Regions from separate parts of the Pan troglodytes genome. Here region 2 is linked to region 1. Evidence: chromatin contacts called from public Hi-C data. All regions are on one chromosome and are shown on one strand. Each heading gives the region's core, a stretch centred on a gene start, on an enhancer-like site or on the middle of the called end of the contact. The rest is flanking DNA. Distances are from core to core; before and after follow the strand shown.

Region 1 (7,942 bases), core at 3,707-6,206:
CATCTGCTGGTACCAAGAGGCTGTGAGGAGCTGTCAGATCTCACCCACATTCAAATCCTGTTTGGAAATGCATTCCAAGGCCCCAGAGGCATTTCTCTAATTGCCCTGGCTGAGCCTAGAGGTGACGCCATTGAGACAGAGCCTTACTTAAAACAACCAAACATAGCAAGGGCAGACAGTGGTTGACTTTAGTTCAAAAGAAAAATCCGGGATACTTAAGTTCCCCAAATATCTACTTTTTTTTCACAAGACACCAAGAGAATCCACAGCAAGAAATAAATAACAATGTGGCTTGCATCTGAGCTAGACTGACCTCTGCATATTGGCTTTTGACTTCCACTTTGGGAAGCTGAATGATCTTTATTTAATGCTGGGACACTGAAGCTTCTTCCACAGTGAGAAATTTATCATCTCAGGCTTCAGATTAAGTGGAAGAGAATATTTTAGCTAAAACAGTTACATACATTTCCATAAATGATTTTCCTGTAAAATAGGAAGAGGTCTACTTCCTCTGCTTAAAGCAAAACAGATTTTAGGCAAGGCCTTTCCACAGTGCCTTCTTCCAAACAGTTCTATTACCTCTCGTCTCTTTCTTAGAGCTCACTGCACTGAATTACGTTTACAGGTTGTCCCCTGCACTAGAAAGTAAGGTCCTTGTAGGTGGATCATGTGTCTCTTTCATCCCCACGTCCCTGGCCCAGCACACAGCACTCAATATATATTGCGGGATGAACAGACACATGGATGTCCCCAGAGGACCCTGGGAGAGCTGCCATCAAGAGAGTGCATTATGCAATTATATGTTGACTCAAAGACAGACTACATATTTCATTTAATTTTAAAAACCCCATATTTGAAACATCATAACTGCTCAGAATATGTGTTGGAGGAAATTGGAAACAGAGGATGTAGCAAAATAAATAAATAAATAAATAGAGCTTCATTAACTATTGCCCTTTTGTCTTCCTGTATTGCTTGGAGATACTTTGGCAGCAATTTGGGTTGGTATTAGAGGATAATAACCACCGTATGCTTCAGTTATTCTAAGAAGAGCTGCATTCCACAATAGAGTTGCCCCATGGAGAAGACAATGGAGAAGGGGCTGTTAAGCAAGATGCTGGTTGAACCAATCACAGGTCCAGCAACTTCTTCCATCCTCGAAGTCAACTTTTGATCAACCTTAAGATTTCAGCTCAAGTGCCCTTTCCTCTAGGAACTTTCCTTGACCCTCCAAGAGAGGCCAAGTTTTCCTTCCTTCCGAGCACTTTACTCCAATTGTAATTACATATTCATTAGTGTGACTCTTTGGCGAATGCCTGACTCTCTCGAAAGTTCCATTTATCAGTTCCATTTATCTGCTGTGTTCATTATTCCATTCCTAGGGCCAAGTATGACGTCATAGAGTCAGGTGTTCTGTAAATCAGTGTTGAATGAATAAATTAGTGATGAATGAATGAACAAATTTTCAGTCTCTGCTAAATCATACTGAGTCACATCCTCGTTCTTGATCCATTATTCTTCCTCTAATACCAGCCATTTTAAATGGATGGGGTGTGTGTGTGTGTGTGTGTGTGTGTGTGTGTGTGTATTGTTGTTGTTTTTTTTTCCATGAAGCAATCATTCTCATTCCACCCCCACATTGTTTCCATGGGCACTAGACATAAAGGTTGACCTATCCCACATCCTGGCCACCTCATAAAAGAAAACCGTAAACACTAAACTGACAATTTTTAAATGTACTTTTTGTAGAAAACCTCTTTTAATAATCTACATCCAAAAAATGATGGTATATCCATACACTGGGATATTAATGATTTTCTTAAATGAGCTAGCAAGCCAGAAAGACATGAAGGAGCGTTAAATTGCTAAGTGAAAGAAGCCAGTGTGAAAAGTCTACATGCTAAGTAATTGCAATTATATAATACTGCAGAAAAGGCAAAACTGACTGCTCCTAGAGGCCCAGCCTTTGTGGCTCCATTGTGGCTCCATTACCAGCAGGTATTGGGAGAGCCACAGCTAAGATGCCAGGACCCCCTTGAAGCCTAGAAATGGAACCATTGGCATTTATGGACATAGAATTTTCTCTGGAGGAGTGGCAATGCCTGGACACTGCACAGCGGAATTTATACGGAAATGCGACGTTAATGGACTACAGAAACCTGGTCTTCCTGGGTATTGCTGTCTCTAAGCCAGACCTGATCACTTGACTGGAGTCAAAAAAAAAAGAGCCCTGGAATATGAAGGGACATGAGATGGTAGCCAAAGCCCCGCCGGATGGGAGCAAAAGTGAATACAACAGACAACACAGATGAGAAGTCCAAAGGTCAAGGAGAAAGCCAGTCCTTAAAATGTGATTTGGGAAGCTGTGTTCCAAAGAAAATAATGTCTGGGAAGCCTGAGTTTTTTTATTTTGCTTTCTCACAGGGCATCTTCTGTCTTATGCTTTTAAATTCTCTAAGGATTCTACTTTCCCTTTGGTGATCTTCTTTCAAGTTTACAGTGAGAGCCAAAAATCCTCCTCATGGTAGATAAGAGACTGCACAATCTGACTGCTTTTCCGTTGTTTTGGGGAACGCACAAATATCTGCATACTTTTGAGAAACTCTAGGTTGAACTATTTTTTACATTCTCTTTTTGCATCATGTCTGAAATGTGTCAGTAGTGGTTTCTGTTCGATTGGTTTTTTTGTATATTTTTTGCACATTCCATCCTGTTTGCATTACCATAGTCTTTAAATATAGTTTGAAATTATAAAGTTAAAAAAATAAATAAATAAAAGGCAAAACTATGGAGACGGAAAGAAATCAGTGGTTGCCAGGAGCTGATAGAGAAGGAGGAAGGGGTAAATAGGCCAAGCATAGGACATTTTTAAGGCAGTAAAACTATTCTGTATGATACTATGATGATGGATACATAGCTTTATTGTTTGTCAAAACTCAGAGAATGTACATCAAGAGCAAATACTAATGTAAACTATAAACTCTTGTGTTTTTTTGTTTTGTTTTGTTTTGTTTTGTTTTTGAGATGGAGTCTCACCCTGTCACCCAGACTGGAGGGTAGTGGCCAAAAATCTCAGCTCACCACAACCTCTGCCTCCCAGGTTCAAGGATGCTGGGCATGGTGGCTCACGCCTGTAATCCCAGCACTTTGGGAGGCCGAGGCAGGTGGATCACCTGAGGCCAGAACTTCAACACTAGCAAGGCCAGCATGGTAAAACCTGTCTTTACTAAAAATACAAAAATTAGCTGGATGTGGTAGCGCATGCCTGTAGTCCCAGTTACTTGGGAGGCTTAGGCACAAGAATCACTTGAACTCATCCTTGCTCCCAGAGCTCCCAAGATGGCGGCGGCTGCTCCCAAGATGGCGGCAAGTCTCTTGTTCTCTGACCTGGGGTTCTTGGCCTCATGGATTCCAAGGAATGGAACCTTGGGCCATGTGGTGAGTGTTATAGCTCTATTAGAAGCCATGGGTCACGGAAGAGAACCGTGGAATCCAGTGACTAGTGTTCAGCTCAATTAGGACAAACCCGGGCACTTAGCCATGCAGGAACAATGGCTAGCCTTTAGCCCAAACGGGAGCGGCAATGGGCACCTCGCTGGATCAGAAACACAGCGGACACCCTGCCAGATCCGGAGGGGTGGAAGTCAGCAGCAGGTCTATGATGGTGGCAAACAGCAGTGGTGGACAGATAGCAAAAGCTCAGCTCAAGCCATAACAAACCCAGACCAGAAGAGTGTGCAGTTGCAAGATTTAATAGAGTGAAGACAGAGCTCCCATACAAAGGGAGGGGACCCAAAGAGGGTAGCTGCTGCTGGCTCGAATGCCTGGGTTTATATCCTGATCATTGTCCCGCCCGCTGTGCTCTCAGGCAATAGATGATTGGCTATTTCTTTACCTCCCATTTTTGCCTAATTAGCATTTTAGTGAGCTCTCTTTACTAGCTGATTAGTCAGGTGTGAGCTAAGTTGCAAGCCCCGTGTATAAAGACGGATGCAGTCACCTGCCCAGCTAGGCTTAGGGCCTAGGAAATCCAGCTAGTCCTGTCTCTCAGAGGGATGCCAGGCTGGGCATGGTGGCTCACGCCTGTAATCCCAGCACTTTGGGAAGCCGAGGCAGGGGGATCACCTGAGGCCGGAAGTTCAAGACTAGCAAAGGCCAACGTGGCAAAACCCCATCTTTACTGAAAATACAAAAATTAGCTGGATGTGGTAGTGTATGCCTGTAGTCCCAGCTACCTGGGGGGCTGAGGCACAAGAATCACTTGAACCTGGAGGCAGAGGTTGCAGTGAGCCAAGGTAGTGCCACTGCACTCCAGCCTGGGCGACAAAGTAAGACTCCGTCTCAGAAAAAAAAAAAACCAACAACACAGGGATGCCAGTTGAAGTAGGAGTGCTGTCCTAATCCACCCACTTTTGCACCCACAGACACATCTCAGATCCCACTTTCCTCTTCCCAGGTCCCCAAGATACCATTGAGGACCAGTGGGGATGCAAGCCCCAGTTGTGCAGGGAGGAGGAAGCCAGAATTCTGAATTGGGAATAGGTGAAGTCAGATTGCCTTAATCTTCCAAAGTCACAGAAGACCCCTCAGGCATCCTGCTGATAAACACACCCTAATTGTCACCAAAGAACCCAAGAAGAACTCACTAACCCCTTGAAGGCAAACCACAGCCTGTTAACTAACAGTGGCGGCCCCACAATTACTGGCAAGTGTTTGCTGGGCAGAAGGGTGCCAGTGAAATGCTGCAGGGCACCAAGTCAGAGAAGAGCCGGCTCCACCAATTAAGGGTATGCTTCTGAGCAGTCGCTGTGTCTAGGAGAGTTTCTGAAATAAGCCCAGGCATGCCAGCACAGGCCCCTGGGAAGAGACAGCAAGCAGCCTCTCTCTGGCAGCAGGGAGCCAAGAGGTACCGCATCGCTATGGCTACCTCTCAGAGCTTGCCTCAAAGCCTTTCAGGAATCTCTGCTATTTATGGAATTGGATCGCATACCCCAAGGCCAGCATTCCTTCACTCTCAGGCACTCTCTCTTTACTTTCCTTCGTCCCAGTTAAATTAAGGCAAGGGTGGGCCCTGACACTGCCGGTGATTGATGGGGAACCTCAATGAGATGCAGCAGAAAGGCCTCTATCAGAGGCCCTGTGGCTGAGGCCATCCCAGACATTTCTGCTTGCCACAAATCCCACATATCCACAGAGCACGAGGTGGAACATCCTTCGCATGCTCTTAAACTTCTAACAGGATTGGAGGAAGAAACAAACCCTCCCTGATGTGACTGATGTGCCAGTTCAGGCCTTGATGGATGTGCCAATTAATGCCAATTAATGCCTTTTTCCGTTCTGTCTTCCCAGCACAGTTTCAGGAAAGGGAGAATGAGACAAGAACGCAAACACTATTGTATATTTGGCCACAAAGAACACCCAGCTAGGTTTCCCGTTGGGGCCAGCATCAGATGCTAGTCTGCATCTTTTTCCAAAACAAATAAATAAATAACTCAAATGTGTAGCTTTGTTTAATAAGGTAACGTTTTGGAAAATGATAGAAACTGAATTTAAACTAGCTTCAATTCTTTTTAAAACCAGATCCTTTCAACCAACTAACAAAACAAAAACCTCCAGAAATACAGTCTGTGACGTTTCCTGTTCAAATGGTCCCTAACTCCATCTGTCGGTCTTGTCTGGCCAGTATGTCTTTGTTATTCCAGGGCACCACCTCATTTTTAGGATGGTGGCTCCAAAACTGTTCCTTCTACAACCCCATCCAAACGTGTAGTTACAGTGGAAATTGGTGATAATAGTATCCCGATTACTTAGCCTCAGGACAGGCGTCAGACCATGTCAGGCTAGTCAGTGTGCTTCCCAGCACCTGAGTTGGAAGCTGAGAAAGTGATTTCTAGGGCAAAGGGCAGCTGTGGTTCCTACCCTGGGGAAAGGGGTGTATCTAAAGGAATGAAGAGGACTTGCAGAGAAAAGCAATGACAAGATAAGGAGATCCCTGTAGACATTCAAGTCATTGGTTTGAGGCTTATGTGGTGGTTTGGTAGAATAATGGTCCCCGAGAAAGTAGGTCTCCTTGTAAATGCCCCCTTGCATAGTTCCCTCCCACATCGATTCTGGGCTTGGCCACGTGGCTTGCTTGGGCCAGTGGGACATCAGCAAATATGATGCAAGTAGAGGCTTGAAAAGCACTTAGGCATTGAAACTTACCTTTTCTCTTGCTGCTGTTCGAACCTCTTCACCACGTGAAGAAGCCCAGGCTAGCCTACTGGAACAGGTGGCCCAGCCAATACCCAGCACCAACTGCCAGACGTCAATGGACCATGGCCAGTAAGAGCATCATAGACCATTCAGCCTCAGTTAAGCCACATGGAAGACACCAGGAGAGCCCAGAAGAAGAACCATCAAACTGAGCTTCACCCGAAATGACCCACAGAGTTATGAGCAAATAAAATGGTGGCAGCTTATCCATCAAGTTTTGGAGTCATTCGTCACTCAATAATAGGAGACCTTTCTGCCATCATGTGAAGAAGGTGACTATAGGAGAAGAAACCATGCAGAAAGAAAGGCCCAGATATTCTAACCACTCCACCTATCCCCACCATCTGGCTGAAGTCACAGATATAACACAAAGCCCAGTTGACCCTGAAGGGAGCAGAAATAAGTCTCCCAGATGAGTCCAGTCCAAGCTGCCAATCCACACTTTCATAAACAAATTGATGTTTGTTTAAACTTGAAGTGTAAAAAGTCACCACATTTGGAATGGCTTGTTATGCAGGAAAAGCTAACTCAAATCACTTTCTTAAAGCCATCCATTCTTGTCTTTTTTGTGAAGGCATTTGCCCATGCTGCTGAAGCAAGATCATAAGGGCATTCCTCATATCCAATCATTTCTCCCTTGACAACAAAAATCCTAATTTGGTATAGGGAGGCAATTTACACAAGTAAATACTTACCCTGTCCGTTTTCCTTGCTGCTAGATATGGTTATATGACACAGTTAAAGCTACAAAGAGGTTATGAACAATTGATAAAATGGAGCACACTCTTTTCACTTTCTGCCTTCTTTACTAGAACACAGATGTGATGACTGGAGCCACAGCAGCTGTTTTCAGAATGGGAGTAAAAGAGAAAGTTTTTAAAGAATTACAGAGATGCCAGACCTGATATTGTTGAGCTGCAAAAGCAATACAGCTCAACAAAATAATACAGTGACCATCTTACTCCAGAAATGTACAAGAACTACAGAAACTTGGTTCCAAGACACCTCTTTAATGTGGGTTTCTGGCGGGGCACATTGGCTTACGCCTGTAATACCAGCACTTTGGGAGACCAAGGCTGGAGAATTGCTTGAGCCCAGGAGTTCGAGACCAGCCTGGACAACATGATGAAACCCTATCTCTCCAAAAAAAATACAAAAAATTAGCTGGGCATGGTGACACATGCCTGTAGTCCCAGCTACTCTGGAAGCTGAGGGGAGGATCGCTTGAGCCCAGGAGGCAGAGGTTGCAGTGAGCTGAGATCGCACCACTGCACTCCAGACCCTGTCTCATAAAAAAAAGTGTGTGTGTGTGTGTGTGTGTGTGTGTGTGTGTGTGTGTGTGTTGGGCGGGGGCGGAGGGAGCCTGTTGCATACAGCCAAATACAATCTGAAAAGAAATGACTTGAGATAGATTTCTGTCCCTGTGACTAGAAGACTTGTGACTAATGATTTGGTCTTCCCATTGGAGAATTCTGTGATCACCACTGCATGCCATACTGTAAAGTACACCAATCCCCCGTTCTTTCCAGCCCATGCACAGACATAAACTTATTTCCCTCTTTCACTTTAAAATAAGTGAGATACGTGGATACTTTTTAAAAGTTATTAAAACTCAAGCAAGGCCAGGCAAGGTGGCTCATACCTGTAATACCAGCACTTTGGGAGGCTGAGGCGGGCAAATCACAAG
Region 2 (7,942 bases), core at 2,066-4,565, 110 kb before region 1:
CTGTGGGTAAGATATTAAATACTATGATATTTTACAGAGAAATCTTTCATAAAAGGAAGAGTAAATCCATGTGGCAAATTTCATTGTAGTCATATTTTGGTCAATTGCCACAGCCACTTCAGCTGTCAGCCACCACCACCCTGGTCAGTCAGATCATCAAAATGGAGGCAAGACCCTCCACCAACCAAAATATTATGACTCACTGAAGGCTCAGATGATCATTAACATTTTTAATCTATAAAGCCTTTTTAATAAAGGTACGTATATGTATTGTTTTTTAGAAAAATGCTATTGCACACTTAATACACTGCATCGTAGTGTAAACATAACTTTTATATGCACTGTGAAACAAAAAAATTTATGGGACTCACTTTATTGCAATATTTGCTTTATTGCAGTGGTCTGAAAATGAACTCACAATACCTCTAAGGTATGTCTATACATACATATCCTTTTGGTTCTGTTGGTCTGGAAAATGCTAATACACCACCTGAGGAGACTTTAGGCTAGGACTCATGCCCTGTGCCTTACTATCCAGTGTTCTTTCAACTTTTAATTGACTGCCTGCAAAAGCCACTAAAGGAAGTTATTAAGTGGACAAATGGTTTCCCTATTTGGAGATATATCACCTTGATGTATCTCTATTAGCATTAAATACTTTCCAGATCTCCTACCTCAAGAAGAAAAAGATAGGGCTCAGATTTAGATAAGGGCCAAAAAGCAGGAGCAGATGTCAGTTCTAGGAAACCAGAGAGCTAAAGCAGGAAGTGCTCTCTCAAGATGATGGGAGATGCCAAGACCACACCAACAGACAGAGAAAGCAACAGGCTGCAGCACCAGGATATTAACTGATGAGAAACCAGAGGAGAGCCAAATCCTAGGGAGACAGGACAAGGTGTCAAAAGAGCCAAAAATCCAAACTAGACCAATAAAAGCAGGTACAAATACAGATGACAGGAATAAGTTTCAATGGTTCACTCAACAATTACTTATTATGCATCTGACATGTTTCAGGCACTGTTGTAAGCACAGAGGATGAAATGATGAGCAAAGGAGACATAATCCCTGTCCTCAAGGGGTTTGGAGACTACCTTTTGCATTATCTGGAATAATGATTTTGAGCTGAGAAGCAGAGAGGGCATAACTTGCCATGAGCTTGCTTGTACATCTCCAGGGGAACAGGGAAGAGATGTGTAATTTTTAAAATGCGTACTCCAAATGATCCTATACATTTCTACTGGAGAGCAATTTTTAAAATCTATTGTTTTCATAACATAGACTACGGAAAGTAAATCTTGGCAAGTTCTTCTTCCAGAAAGGGCAGTTTGAGAAATATTTGCCAGGAATATCCGCAAGCATTTTCAGCTTGCTTTTATTACCTGGCAAAGCTGGGATGCAGAAGATTGTTGACTTGCAATACAAGACCAAAATGAAGCAGATATATGTTCATTCACAGGCACACATCAATTACATGTCCTCCAGCTCCTGTTTCCCCTGCTCCCGCCTCATATACCTACACACACTTCTACATAGACATGCTATCTGAACAGGGTCTTTTATCCATCACTTCATTCAGCAAGACATGCTGACCATGCGCCAGACCCTGTGCTAGGTACTAAGAATGTAGTCCTTGTCCACATGTTTCTTCCTGTCTGCTGGAATAGCAAAACAATAAGCAAATGCTTGCACTAAGCAAAACAATAAGCAAATGTCCATGACAAACTGAGCATACCGCTAAAATGGAGAGATGTGTAATTCTGTGAGAGCAGAGCTGAGGAAACCCAGCCCAACCCAGGGTGTCAGGAGGAAAGTGCAGTGAAGTGATTTGACTAATTTAGGTCAGATACATGGTCCTCTTTTCAGAGCCATGGAACATCTTCTTATTCTTTTCCAATCCATATCTTATCTGTGTATCACACAAGAAGGTAGCAAGAAGAGGGCGCAGGCCATCAAATCCGGCGTCAGAATGACTGATAGAAGTGCTCTAACCCTTCTGAAAATATTACCTGAATATCACGCACACTATAAGTGTGGCTCTTCCTCAGTCCTTTAAGATTTTCATAAATCCTGCTTGTAAGAAAGCACTGCTAACACTCACGACACAGCACTTATTTGCAGCCTTTTGATTTTCACCAGGTGAAGCACAGTCATTACTAATTCAGCCAAATAGTTCAGCTTCAACAAGTCATTGGCCCCAGCAGTTTGGAGAAAGCAAAACAAAACAAAACAAACATATATTCTGGGCCTGGTTTATGACCCCCAAGGCCAAACGCTTGGCATTTTTTGATGCTTCTTTATGAGATTTTCTTGGGGAATGGATATGTTTGTTAATTTTTAATCTGCTCCTCTTTGCATAAATAAGAAGACAATTAGGTTCATTCTGTAGCTCAGATGCATCTATTTACCTCTGCTGATGCGATCAATAAGCATTTCTGACTACCTACTATGAACCAGGCTCTCCCAGTTGCTGACAGACAAGCAGGGAGACAGAGATGCAAATAAATAAATGCTATAAACCAGGGGAAGTGTGAAACCAGAGTCAGAGACTAAATGTCTGAGAGAGGAGAGGGTGAGGGATTGCTCTGTTGGGAAAGTACTATTGTAGCAGCGATGCAAGATGAATAGCTTCCCAGGCAGGGCATGGAGAGGAGGGTGGTGAGGAGGAGCAGTGGCTCAAGCAGAGGAAACAGCCTTTTCAAAGGTGCAGAGGTGAAGAAGAGCCTAGTCATTTGTAAGCAGAAAACGGTTGGGTATGCCCTGCAAGCCTGAGGTATGAGGAGGTGGGGAGTGGTGAGCAGCAGGAATGGTGAGGGGGACTTGCAGCTTTGAATGCCATGTTAAGAGGTTTGGGCTTATCCTGGAGACAAAAAGCAATCTCTGAAGAATTTTAAGCAGAAATGATGTTGCCATCGGATTTGTTGTTTCAGAAACATCGCCCTGGTAACCGTGCAAAGGATAAACTGGAATGAAGAGAACAAATGCAGGGAGATACACCAGGAGGCCACAGCAGCATGAGTGTGAGCCCAGAAAGCCTGTCCCATCTGGTTTTACGATTCACAGAGCCTGTTTCCTCCACATCAGTTTGGCTCCAGGACTATTCTTTTAACCAGAAATTGTGTTTATTTCAAAATTTCTCCTGGGATCCAGCACTGGGTACATCAAATTGGGCGAGGATTGGGAGGGAATCTTGCAAAGCTTTAAAAGTCAAATATTCCAGATTCCTTTTTTGTACATCCTCCACAACCTCAGCCCTGGAGGATAACATTCCTGACCATTGATAATCCATGGTTTAGATTCAGAACCTTTGTTCACTTTTGAAGACTCTCTCACATAACCATGGAAGCTTGTTCTTGGAGACAGAGGACATCTAATCACCACACTTCACTTTACAGAGGAAATACAGTCCATGAAAGATAAATGAAGTGATTTAGCCCAGGTTATCGCATATAGTAAATTACAAGATCTAAACCATTATTGACACAGCATAATGGCTTATCATGATCAATCATGGATGTTTAAAAAGTAATATGTCAGTAGGCGAATGGATTAATAAACTAGTCCATCTAGCCAGTGGAATATTATTCAGTACTGAAAAAAACAATGAGCTATCAAGCCATAAAAAGAGATGGAGGAAATGTAAATGCATTTTTCTAAGTGAAAGAAGCCAATCTGAAAAGGCTACATACTATATGATTTTAACTCTATGACATTCTGGAAAAGGCGAAACTATGAAGATAGTAAAGTGAACAAGGGTTGCCAGGGGTTAGGGGAGAAGGAGACATGAATAGGTAGGGAACAGGGAATTTCTAGGGCGGTGAAACTACTCTGTATGGTATTAAAATGATGGACACATGTCATTACACATTCTTCCAAATTCATACAATGTACAATGTTAAGAGTGAAACTGATGTAAACTGTGGACTCTGGGTGATGATGATGTGTCAATGCAGGTTTGTCATTGCAATAAACATACTACTTTGGTGGGGGATGTTGAGAATGAGCAAGGCTATGCATCTGTGGAGGACAGGGTATACATGGGAAATCTCTATACCTCCCACTCAATTTTAATATGTATCTAAAATTGCTGATATGCCTTTGCTCTGTGTCCCCACCCAAATCTCATCCTGTAGCTCCCATAATTCCCACATGTTGTGGGAGGGACCCAGTGGAAGATGACTGAATTGTGGGGGTGGGTCTTTCCTGTGCTGTTCTTGTGATAGTGAATGTGTCTCACAAGATCTGATGGTTTTTAAAATGGTTTGAAAAGATTCCCTGTGCAGGCCGGGCGCAGTGGCTCACACCTGTAATCTCAGCACTTTGGGAGGCTGAGGCAGGCAGATCATGAGGTCAGGAGTTCGAGACCAGCCTGGCCAGTATGGGGAAACCCTGTCTCTACTAAAAATACAAAAATTAGCCAGGCATGGTGGTATTCGCCTGTAGTCCCAGCTACTCGTGAGGCTGAGGCAGAAGAATCACTTGAACCAGGGAGGTGGAGGTTGCAGTGAGCTGAGATCGTGCCACTGCACTCCAGCCAAGGCGACAGAGCGAAACTCTGTCAAAAAAAAAAAAAAAAAAAGTTGCCCTGTGCAAGCCCTTTGCCTGCTGACATCCATGTAAGATGTGACTTGCTCCTCCTTGCTTTCCACCATGATTGTGAGGCCTCCCAGCCATGTGGAACCGTAGGTCCAGTAAACCTCTTTCCTTTGCAAATTTTCATGCTCTATCAGCAGCGTGAAAACAGACGAATACAACTGCTATACAAATAAGTGGTAATCTTGTGTTCTCAAATGTGTTCTTGAGTTGGTGAGAAATAGATAGAGATTGCTGTGAAATGAGATCAGGCATAACCAGTACCCTGTCCTTGATACGCAGCAGTATTATTGGCATCTGTGAAACTATACTGTATAAAGACAATTGGTAGCAAGTGACAAAAACTCAACTTGAGTTGGGTTTAGCTTTAAAACAAAAGTAAATGATTGGAAACTTCATTTAAATGCATAAAGGGCTGAGCTGCAGGTAGTCTCAGAAACAATTGGAAGCACTCAAACATTCCAGGAAACCTCCACATCTCATCTCTGCTTCTTTCTCTCGGGGTTGGGTCATCTTTTGTCTCTCAGGTACACTTGATCCTTTTTGGCAGAGGGCAAACATGGACAAAATATGGTGGCTAGAGACTCACAGAACTCATCTCTTTTAACTTTACCCAAAAAGGACTGTGTCCCAACCCCTCACACAGACTCTCCCCACAAAAGTCAAAATACAAAATTTGATTGGGTTTAACTTATGATACATTTTCCACCCCCATCAACCAGCTGAAGTCCTCAGACCAGAAGTTGCCACTATAACCACATAGTTGTAGTTGGGGACAAAACAATTTATCAAGTTGAATAAAAAAGAGATCCCAGAAAAATTGTTAGAGTCATAGATTTCTTCTACTACAATTGGTTTCACTGATAATGAGTACAAATAATTGTAGAACTTTATTTTATTGCATTTTTTTTTAGTTTTTAGTTTCGTAAGGATGGCAATATTTTATTTGTATGAGTATCATCTATCATAACTTTTCTTTATTACTTGTGTTAATTTCTAACTAATGTATACAAAGACTTTTCCACAAACAAAACTTTAAATTTAAAGAAAATCATAATTTCGAGGTTTTTTTTATTTCCCCACAGGGACCATCATTCATTCATTGTATGTTGCAAGCACTTGAGGTACACTCATTCTAGTGTTAGGCACAGTTATATTAAGATGCACAAGAATAGAAGAGCTTCCTGAGGACAGGGGACAGCACATCAACTCAAGGTGAAATCTGAGCACTGAGGGTCAATCCACAGTCATCAACCAGAGTCCCTCTCTGAAGAATATGTGAGAAAAGGACTAGGAAGATCTGCCAATTAGCAGTGGAACATGAAGAGAAGTGAAGGGGCCCGGGTCTGGGAGTTATAGAAACCACAATGCAGGATGCCCCTGTGATAGAAACAAGAAGAAAGAATGACTTACCCTGCCTGCCGATGCTGAGGAAAGTTTTGTAATACTAATGTGAGCAGATTTCTGAAGGGTGAATATGGGCTTCCCAGGTAATAGAGGAAGAAAGGCAGAAGTGTTGAAGGAACTGACATATGAAAAGAAATGGTGCATGGAAGTGTGTGACATGTGGACTTGAAAAGGCCGCTATAACTGTAAAGAAAATAAACCTACTCAGCCTAACCAAGAGAGAGGGAAGGAGGGAGGAAGAAAGGGAAGGAGGAAGAAAATAAAGGTAAAGAAGGAAAGAAAAGGAGAGGAGAGGAGAGGAGAGGAGACGAGGGGAGGGGAGGAGAGGGGAGAGGAGAGGAAATTTCTACCATGGGGATTGGACCAGTTGATCTCAGAAATGTCTTCCAATCCTGATATTCTGTGATGTGGTGATTTGGGGACTACCTATCCATACTAGATTTCTTCAAAGCAAAAGGGCAAGATCTCCCAGTTCCCTCATCTGTAAATGGGATTGGCATCCTTGATTTCTATCGAGAGGTCAAAAATCTGTCTCATAAATGTTTTGCAAAAATATGCCAGTGAGGTTAATGTTCAAACATTTTGTTTCATCTTCTCCCACATCCAGCAAGAACTGCTACTTCCATCCCCCTCAGCCATAGGCAGATGCCGTCAACGCCCCGAGGCTCTACAAGCTCCAATAGTCTTAGAGGCTAAAAGGGTAAGCAATGCTTACTTTTAAAATTACATTTTTTGCTTCATGAAAAGATCCACTAAATAAACCCTTTAAATAGCAATCTCTTTTAGAACATTTAAAAGTAATTCAATTTACTTCTTCAGATACACATTTACCATATCAAGCAAGGGCTGCCTTTATCTCCAACCAGAGTTTTGAATATTTATCAGTCTAATAAAAGCAGAGACCTTTTATTCTTATAAAGGAAAATATATAAATTCACTGAAAGTGCATTCATTGCTGGCCTATTAAGCACTGAAAACTGGGCTAGGTACTGGGAATAAAAGTGTGAGCAAGATTGGTGCGGTGACTTTCTGCACAGAATTCTTAAGTCCAGTAAGTCAGTAGATAATTTTGAAAGTGATAGCTTAAAAGGAAATAAATGCTATGATGGGAGAAGTATAGGTTTTATAGATACTCCAAGTGTGAGCATGTCATGGGAGACTTTCTGGAGCAAGTGATATTTTTACTAAGACCTGAGATCAGAAGGAAGTAGGTGAGGGAAGGTGGGTGGGTATGAGGAGATTGTTCCAGAAAAAGGAAAAACAAGTATGAAGATTCAGGAAAGAGAGAGCATGACATACTGAAGTCACGCATAGAAACGTAAGATAAGAGTATCTGAAACATGAAGTTGTTTAAGTAGATAGGGGTCATCTCAAGAAGGACCATAAAAGCCTTCTTGAGACCTCAGTCTGAGTAACTTCAGGGAAGTCACTTAACTTCTCTGATTTGCAGACTTCCAATCTGAAACATGAGTGGTTTAGAATAAATAATGTCCAAGGCCTCTTTCAACTATGAATTTAACATCACAGCGTAAGGCAGGGGATAAGACTGGGGAAATAACTTTACCAGAACTTCATTAGAGGTGTAAGGTGATCAAGTTAAGGGTGCACTCATTTCTTTATTAAATAGTTCCTTAAACCTATTTATGTTCCAGCAACAAAATTAGACAGAAGTGATCATTAAACAAGTACTTACAAAAGTAATCTGCAAATATTATGTTTTAATTATTATATAGTCAAAAATAATTACATAGTCAAATTTTATAAAGTGTTATGAAGGAAAATAAAGTTCTAATAAAGAATATCCACCATAAACCTACAGAAACATCATACTTTATAATAAAACATTAGGAATATGTCAGGAATATCTTCTGTGATTTCCATTAAACCCTGTAATGAATATTCTAGCCAGAACAATAAGACAAAAAAATAGAAAAGAATAAAGATC

Evidence for each region. Hi-C and Micro-C count contacts between places; a contact is called where the count stands out from the background.
Region 2: a Hi-C map of stem cell-derived neural progenitor cells shows a contact between it and region 1, with 2.0 times the contacts expected there. The contact joins two enhancer-like sites. A contact is called at or near these places in 2 of 7 Hi-C or Micro-C datasets (induced pluripotent stem cells and stem cell-derived neural progenitor cells).

Annotation. Positions count from the first base shown.
Region 1 is chr7:136,878,700-136,886,641 of NHGRI_mPanTro3-v2.0_pri, reverse strand. No RefSeq gene overlaps it. Among named protein-coding and RNA genes, the nearest start is that of LRATD2, 24 kb to the right of the region's middle. Within about 2 kb of position 4,956, at least 6 of the 24 cell types and tissues checked have an H3K27ac peak or open chromatin away from gene starts, as enhancers often do. A contact at or near this core is called in stem cell-derived neural progenitor cells, where this site is marked.
Region 2 is chr7:136,990,469-136,998,410 of NHGRI_mPanTro3-v2.0_pri, reverse strand. No RefSeq gene overlaps it. Among named protein-coding and RNA genes, the nearest start is that of LRATD2, 140 kb to the right of the region's middle. Within about 2 kb of position 3,315, at least 4 of the 24 cell types and tissues checked have an H3K27ac peak or open chromatin away from gene starts, as enhancers often do. A contact at or near this core is called in stem cell-derived neural progenitor cells, where this site is marked.